Regions from separate parts of the Anser cygnoides genome. Here region 2 is linked to region 1. Evidence: chromatin contacts called from public Hi-C data. All regions are on one chromosome and are shown on one strand. Each heading gives the region's core, a stretch centred on a gene start, on an enhancer-like site or on the middle of the called end of the contact. The rest is flanking DNA. Distances are from core to core; before and after follow the strand shown.

What was found. Hi-C and Micro-C count contacts between places; a contact is called where the count stands out from the background.
Region 2: a contact with region 1 is called in a Hi-C map of granulosa cells, with 3 times the contacts expected there. The contact joins two enhancer-like sites. A contact is called at or near these places in 4 of 7 Hi-C or Micro-C datasets (fetal liver, granulosa cells and liver).

What each region holds. Positions count from the first base shown.
Region 1 is chr19:2,482,186-2,486,335 of Taihu_goose_T2T_genome, reverse strand. TVP23C (trans-golgi network vesicle protein 23 homolog C) reads right to left here. Exons shown (of 7, transcript XM_066980316.1): 7 at 2,462-4,081. The coding sequence ends at 4,049. Among named protein-coding and RNA genes, the nearest start is that of TVP23C, 7.7 kb to the right of the region's middle. Within about 2 kb of position 1,800, at least 1 of the 3 cell types and tissues checked has open chromatin away from gene starts, as enhancers often do.
Region 2 is chr19:2,587,450-2,591,599 of Taihu_goose_T2T_genome, reverse strand. It overlaps PMP22 (peripheral myelin protein 22), which reads right to left. Exons shown (of 5, transcript XM_048075958.2): 4 at 1,103-1,243. Among named protein-coding and RNA genes, the nearest start is that of PMP22, 10 kb to the right of the region's middle. Within about 2 kb of position 1,684, at least 1 of the 3 cell types and tissues checked has open chromatin away from gene starts, as enhancers often do.

The sequences.
Region 1 (4,150 bases), core at 551-3,050:
CCTGCGGAGGTACAAACAGCGCTCCTGGGAGGCACAGCTGTGAGTTTGTCATTTCCATTCGGTCTTTGCCAGGCACGTGGGATTGGCGACTGCCCGGAGACAACCTTGGGTGCGACGGGGTCAGATGGATCCAGAGCACCGTTCTTACCGCTTCGAGGAAGAGCTGGGGGCGCGGGTGCCAGCTGCAAGCAGAGGAGGAGGCTGTCCTGTCCCCACGGTGGCACGCAAAGGCTGTGCCTGCCCCTGCGAAGCAGGAATGAAACTCGAGCAGTTGAGGGCTGCAGGGTGCGACCGAGCAGTGGAAACCAGCTCAGCACATCCCTGCCGTCGGCTGCCCTGCGCCACACCACGGAGGATACGAAGGAGCCGGAGTCACATTAAAGTCCCTTTGCTTTTGGCGCACAAAGACAGGCGACGACGGGCCTGTGCTCCCCCGGCGATACAGAAGTGCTGTTATCAGGAAAACAGGAAGAGCATTTCCTCTCTCTGTACCCTTCGCCTGCCTTATCAGGGCGGCTGGGAGGCTCTCGCTTTGCTGCGGGTGGGGAGGGGAGGGCTGTGTGCAGGAAGATGGGACGCCCGCTCCCATATTCGGGCTGCTTGCACGGAAAGGCAGGAGGGAAGCGAGAAATTCCTTCCTGCCAGGAGGCCTGGAAGCAGCGCTGGGCCCTGGCCAGCATCCACCCCTCCTCGCCCGCATCCCTGCTCCCTTTGGTCTCCCCAAAGGTCACTCTCCGCTAGTCACTGCAGCTTTTTGTTTAGGAAATACCAGCTGGGATGTCCTGTCCTGTGTGAGCAGGGCTGGCTGGGGCCTCTGCCAAGCCACTACAATAGACCTCTCCCTGCAGCCCTCCGGGCCCGGCCAGTCTCCAAGAAGGTCGTGGAGGAAAAGACAGGCTCCAAGTGCCTGGTGCCAGGCTGCCCGTGCCCACTCAGCGCCGTTTCCTCCTGCACCGCATCCTTGGCCCAGCAGCTCTGCCCCAGGGCAGGGGAGATGCACTGAGATGGGGCAGAAGTGCCTGTATAGCTTCTGTGCTTTGAGACTATCCAGACACATCACACTGTTAGAACATCAGGGCAGAAAACACATTGCTTTTGGAGGCTATGCTCCAAGGACTCAAAACAACTCCGCCTGTAAAATGAGGAGGATTTCAAGCCCACCTTTCAGCTTGCAACAACTGAGGCTCACTTGGCCATTTCAGAGCAAATAGTTGGAGTTTTTTTGTTTGTTTGTTTTTTTATTATTATTTATTTATTTACTAGTATTGCTCTTGGATTATTTCTGCTTCTGTGAATCCTGAAAGTTCAGCCAACACCCAGGCCTGGAGGTCTTAAGGTGGGGCCACCATGACGCAGCTAATGCTCGAGAAACTGACCTAGCGTGGATTCCCGAGACTTGCCTAAAAAAGCATATTCAGAGAATTTCCCCGTTCCGCTGCGACTCCCACTTCCTCTTTCACAGGAAACTCCAGCAGGCAGCAAATAAAAAAAAAAAAAAAAATCAAACAACTATCACACCCAAGTGGAGCAGAGATAAGAAATTTGGTTCTGATCCACGCTGCAGAGCAATGTGATAAAATGCCAGCTTCTCAGAAGCCAGAAAACTGAATGTTTGCCAAGAGGCTAAAAATAAGCCACAGAGGGCTATAGTTAAAGGCATGTACTAATAAATGTCTCTGTCCTTGATTAATCACACCGCAACTTTCAGAAAAGCACACTATTTTCCAGGAACAGCGTGGGGGGAGCTTTGGCAGCAGTAAACGTGAAGTCCAAAGCTTTCAACATGTTTTAAACAACTACCTCGCGGCTGAGGCTTTGCCGTAGTCAGCGCAGTCAGTCCAACGGCAGCGGCACACGGGGGGCTCCTTCAACAGCAGCAGAAAGGATTTCTGTTCCAGCACGCTGCAGGGGCCAGATGCTGCACTCGTGCGTCCCCGCGTGGCTGCAGAAGCACCTTTACTCCAGTGAGTTACTTCGGTTTGCCTGGTGACGTTCATTCATTAGAAACAGACCGTCCTGTCCAGGAAAAAGGGGACAAGTTCCAGCCACGTGGCTGCACTGGCGTTACGGCCACACGCTGCCACCTGCCAGCACCGAGCCTGGGACCTGGGCAGACAGAGGGGTCCTCAGAGCCCCCTCAAAAGCAGCACCTTCGGCACTCGAGCCAGGTCTCAATGAACAGGTGCACGAGGTGGTAGACCAAGAATCAAACTAGAAACAGCCAGACCGAGCCACCCCCGTCAGTGATCTGGCTGCCAGAGTGACACTTCAGCTGTATGACAACAATTCCAGCGTGCTTATGAAGAAGGTGTTTACACAGGCGAAGCTCTCCAAGACTCTCGGGGAAAGCGATGGGGACAGAGCTCATCATTAGCACTGTTTAACTTCAGTAACCCCGATCAACTGCAAGAACACTGAACATAAACAGAGCACAGCCATGAATCACAGAAGGGACACCTGGTCTGGTTAAACAAAGCATTCTTTTAATTTCAAGATCTTATAAATATATATTTACAAAAGGAAGGTATCAATCCAAAGAGTTAGACAAATGTACAGCTCCCGAGTATTGCTACAGTACAGGGAGACATATAGCATTAATGCGATCCCACAATTTACGATACCATTTATTCAAAAAGAAACCACATTCTTAATTTAAAATACCTCATCAGAAGTTCGCACTACCCCCCGCCGTGAAAGCACAAGCTGCCTTGAACAGTTTGATGTGACAAGAAGGACCTGACGCCTCTCACACAGAACACACCACTGCTTGCCACCTAGGTGAACACTTCACGATCGTACCGATGGTTTTTCCCAGCCCGCAGACCCCTTGGGGAGCACAGCTGGGGGACAGCACGTTGCATGGATTCAAGGAACGTAAGCGCCTTGCAGATCAGCACAGTAACGCCAGGTGTTCAGACGGCCCCAGCAGGCAGGTGATCCGAAACACCCTTTGGTCATTGAACAGCGGAAGGCAAACAGTCAACATCCAGCCTCGGCTCTTGTGTAAATGGGCAACCCCGAACCAGCTGCACGGGTGTTGAAATGAGCCCAGGGAGTTCTCTGCGTGTGTAACGCAGCCTCCTGGTACCCCTGCCAGCCACACTCCCCACTGCCGGGCACTGCGGGACGGTGAAGAGCCTGCAGACCAGAGCACACCACGTCCTCGTGGCCACAGGAACACACCAAATGCGTTATTACTGCCGTGCAGCAGTGACACGACACCAGGTGGCATCGCTGCAACAGCTCTGTCACCACCTGGTCCCAGATTCACTCCACCTCTGAAACCGTGCGTGCAGCTCTCCTTGCGGCCTGGTTTTACTCTGCCTGCGCTCTCCACACAGACACAGGCCAGCCGGTAAAAGAGGGACTTACCATAAATCCCAAGATTTAATCAAGGTTCCTGCGTAGATGTTACTGAGACCTCCAGGAACACTTCAGATTAATAGAAGACCAGAGCTGCGCACGAGTCACTTCTGCAGTTTCCACGAGACTTCATCCATCTTCCTACTAAGCCAACAGCAACGTTTCCTTCACTGCAACAACCTCAGCACCATTCAAATCACAGAATGAGAGACACAGAGCCAAAAAAGAGCTACCTAAACTTCGTAACAGAAGCAGCAATGACCTCCGAGAACGAAATGCAGCTGAGTCCACAACTGAAAACTACTTGAGGTACCAACTGCTGGAGGCGGTGGGGGTGGTTCCTGGGCACGAGACGGCTCAGCTTGTGCATGGTTTTTCAGAACGATGCCTGGCATTTTCATCCAGTAGGTAGAAACCTGCACCAGAGCTATCTAGGATGTTTTTTTTATTTAAAGTTCAGAAAACTTAATTCTAACTAATCAAACTAAAGAAAGAACATAAACACAATCTGCTAGTGGAGAACCGAATATAAACCGCTAGGAGCGTTAACAGGAAGCCTTGCACAATTTATTTACTTCTTTTAATTCACACCTCGCTCACGCAGCTCCCAAATCTCACTGTCAGAGCAACATTCTCCGTTGTTCACTTCTGTGAATCCAATCCGGCTTGAGGCTTCCCACCACACTCAAGATGCTGTTTGGTCATCTTTAGCCACGGTCTGCAAAAGAGAAAAAAAAAAGTCCATCACAGGAGAAGTGTGTGACTCTCTGCCGTGATTCTGGGACAT
Region 2 (4,150 bases), core at 435-2,934, 110 kb before region 1:
TGAGTTCCCAAGCAGATAATTGCATTATTAATGCCCATTTCCTCCCCTCATCTCCACGGCTGTAATGGGTTTCGACACATCTATCTTCCCAGCGATGGCGAACTGATATGAACTCACCACCTGCATTATGGGCAAGCAGATGTACTTATAGGAGATTTCATGCCACATTTGCCAATAAAGGTTAGGTCTAAAATGCTCCAGAATTTGCAATGACCAGTCATATAGAAAATGCTCTTCCTAAAGTTCAGCAGATGAATTTTCCCTCTGATTTAGCAGCAGGACCTAGGGTGGTTTTCAGTTTTCCAGCTAAAGCTCTAGCAGACAACGAGCCTCCTTCCCAGCCAGCTGAGTGTTAGGTTCATACTTTAGCCAGAATCTCCTTGAAGAATTTACTTTTTCTATCCTCAGCACTTGAAAATCCTCCTCACTGGTTTCATACGTGGAAACGCAAACGGAGCCAGTGCCTCCACAGCATCTATATTTGGAGAGCTGCAACGTAGTGCAGGAATCGTGGCTCGCTTCCAGCGCCGACTTCTTAAGAGTTAAAAATAGCAGCTGACAGTTCAAAGGCAGCTGGCTCACCCCGCACGCTCCAGCGGCTCCTTGCTGATGTGGGAAGCACCAGGCCCCCTTATGGCAAGTTTATAAATAATTCTCGGATCCTCTTGTGCCAAAACAGGATCTTCACTACGTCCCCACCCTGCCAGCAGCTGCGGAAACCTCGCCCAGCTCCCCGAAGGTGGATCCCAAAGCCAGCCCCATCAGCATTTACCCAACACCGTGGGACAAGGCAGCAGAACAACAGCCTGGCCCCTGCCCACCTTCCCCAGGGGTGCTCCACTTGCCTGCCCCTCCAAAATCACCCCAGCTGGTGGAGCAAATCCCTGGTGAAGTATGGCCAGAAGAGCACGGTGCATAACGTGCCCCGATGGCAGGACACCACCTGGGGATGCGAGAGCTCTGTGGACCCAAATGATTCGTACCTCTTCCCTCCAAGGAGCCAGCTTGGCTGCCCTTCCTGCCCTCCTTTTCCCTCTCCTCTGCTTTAAGCCCATCCCCAGCGCATCCCCACAGCCAGCCCCATCCATCAGCCCCCACTTACCAGCAAGGATTTGGAAGATCCCAGTAATGTAAAATCGCCCGCCCTTGGTGAGCGTGAAGAGCTGGCAAAAGAACAGGAAGAGGGACAAGACGCTGAAGATGATGGAGAGGATCATCATCGCCTGGACAGACTGCAGCCATTCTGTGGAAAGACAGACAGAAAGCTCAGCGGGGGCATCACTGATGGCATCATGCCCTGTGCCACTGTCCCACCATCCTGCAGGGCTCCTGGTTCCCACTCGTGCTTCTGTGTGGTTTTGGGGACATGGACACATCCAGTGGTATGCTGGTGGCTATTCTCGTCAAGTGTGATACTGCCTGGGGCTTTTGGACAACGTGTGCATGGACCAAGATGCTGGGAAAAAGGAACCACGGGGTCACGCTAAGTGGAGAAGCACTTAAAATAAGAGTGCATTTCAGCTGTGCTGAGAACACTGAAACCACGTGCAGCGAGGTGGGAGACCCCGAGCCAGCCGCGCTCGGAGGCAGAACAAACACGCAGCGAGCACAAACCCCTCTGCCCTTGTGGGGGAGCCTTTAGGAAGGAGCCAGCAGCAGCTGCCAAATGCAGCTCTGTCCCAGAGCCGACCAGTTAAACCAGCCCCTGCGTGAGTCACTGCCCAGCTATTTCCAGGCCTCGTGGGTGTGTAACTCCCCGTGTAAGAAAATATATATAAATAAACAAGGCAAATGCCTCTCCGTCCCATGAACAGAAAGAGGCAGTGCCTCTCGCCACCAGGATGGGGTTGTGCTGACAAATACTACTGCTTTTCTTTAAAAAGATTGGGCTCAAAATGGATATTCTCAGCATTCCTGCACGTCTTGAGAGGTCCTTAAGGATACAGCATGAATTCATTCACCACGAAAACCAGCCCCGTGCTCCTGTCGCAGTTTGAATCCCACCAGCTACGCTCCCCAGGCTGCACTTTCTGCAGCACATAGTGGTTCTGTGGAAAAAAAAATAAGAGCCTGAAGCACAGCAAAACTTCTAAATGAAGCTATGCTTTGGCTTAGCAGCCTGCGACACTCAGTGCAGCAATGAGGCCGTTTGGGACTGCCAGGGGCAGAGGTGAGCACAGCGCTAACGGAGGTGAGGCTGGATGGGATCCGGAGGGCACTGCGCAGCCTGCTGCCAGCACGGCGATGACGATGCACGCCTGAGCCCTTCCAGCAAAAGTTCCACAAGAGAATAGCAAATCCATGCCCGCAGGGAACATCCTGTGCAATTTGGTAATGTCTGCCTCGTCTGACTTGAGACCATAAATTCTACCTCTTGTCTCTGCGTCCTGCCTCCTGCTGTTCACACAACAGACCAAGCGCAGGCCCCGCTCCCGAAAGCGGACAAAGCACCCAGAGTGGCCCCTGCTCGTTGCAGACAGATTTTTTTCCTTCCCTTCCTTCTCACGCTTCCCATGCCAAATTACTCCACAGCATCAACTCGCAGAAGAGCTGACGTGCTCCACTTGTTCCAGTGCCAGCAGGTTCACATCCACATGCACCAGTTGCTGTAATTCCTTAGGACAGGGGAACTATCGATAACGTCACATCCAGGAAAGCCCAGTGCAGTTTTCACACTGACAAGCACAGAAAATATCCCATATATTTCATCTATCACACACTGGCCATGCAGGGAACCCCCCTGCCTGGGCCACCCCAACCCCTCATCTGCAGCCACGCTCAGCCAGCTGCGATGCAGCGGGTGCCAGAGGCAATGCTAACATCAGGTCATAAATCAGCGCTCAGATGGGAGCAGAGAAACGTGGTTAGAGGGTGTCCAGCTGCAGAACTGCCATCCTATTTCCATGCTTCAGCACAGAAAGACTCCCACCCCAGTCCTTTTGTCATTTGCACGGCCACGGGGCCAGGCCCAGAGGAGCCCTTTCTGCCCAGAGGTGGATGCTCCAGCTGCCGGTTATTTTAGGCAAAGGCTGTCTAGACAGAAAGCTGAGCTGCTCTTCTAATTGCATCCGCCTCCCCATGCCTCTTTTTTGGTTCTGAATGTGAGTGATTTATATGGGCTTGCAAAATCCCATTGTCATAGAGAGCCGCGCTGGAGGAATTTAAAGGCAGGCAGGGGGAGGAAGGGGAAGCCCCCCATGGACCAGGGGCATTCAGGAGCCGGTCGTGCTGCCCCACTGCAGCCAGAGCACAGCCACGGCACAGGCTTTCAAGCAGGGAAGTTGGGAGATAATCCCACAGAGCAGAGCTCTGGGATCAGCCCCATCCAGCTCTTTTTGTTGGCCTCCTGAGGGTCCCCAGCTCATCACTCAGCCCCTCAGGTGCAGCTGCTGCACTCCCAGCAAGTCCAAGCCCACAGCCTTCAGCTGCATTACAACAGCTAATTGCCTTTAATTCATTAGAAAGCACCTCTATGACTGCAGCTAGCAGTGCTAGCTCCTCAACCCCATATGCTTTCAACTCCTTTGCTATTAGCACTGTGTCCTACCTCCAGGCTTTTAAGAAATAAAACAGGTTTTCCCCGGGGAGGTCTGGGTCCCTGGAACTGCACCACGGGGCTGTCAGCACTGTTTACTCCCAGGCTGTTATTTGTGGTTTCCCTGGGCAGCCAGGCCGTTGTTCCATGTTCCTCCCGCATCTGCTCAGCTCCGTGTTTATATCTTTGTTCTTCAGGAGGAGGAAGAAAAGGGAACAGAGTGGAAAGGGCAGATAACACCCTGCCCACTGCTTCCTGAGAGGACCCATCACAGGCAGTTTTAGAGCCCTCTCAGACAGAAATTATACAACAAGTGTTTAGAAAAGAAACTCTAAATTTTCCCTAAGCTCTGCAAGCCCCGATGTGCTCACACCACCGCTTACAGCAGGGAAAAGACTTCCCCCCCAGGATGCTGAAGAGCACGTTTCTCCGTCCTAAAGGACAAGAGGAAAAATAGAAACCTAGAGCAGAAACTGCAAGCTAGAGGAGCAGAAGTCACAGCTGGGTCCCCCAGCAGGAGAGCAGCTCACCCTACCCCTCCCAGCAGAGCCCCACCCTGCTTGCAGGGAGGTTTTATATCCACCGAGGGGTGCAGCTGAGTGGGGTTGATGGGAT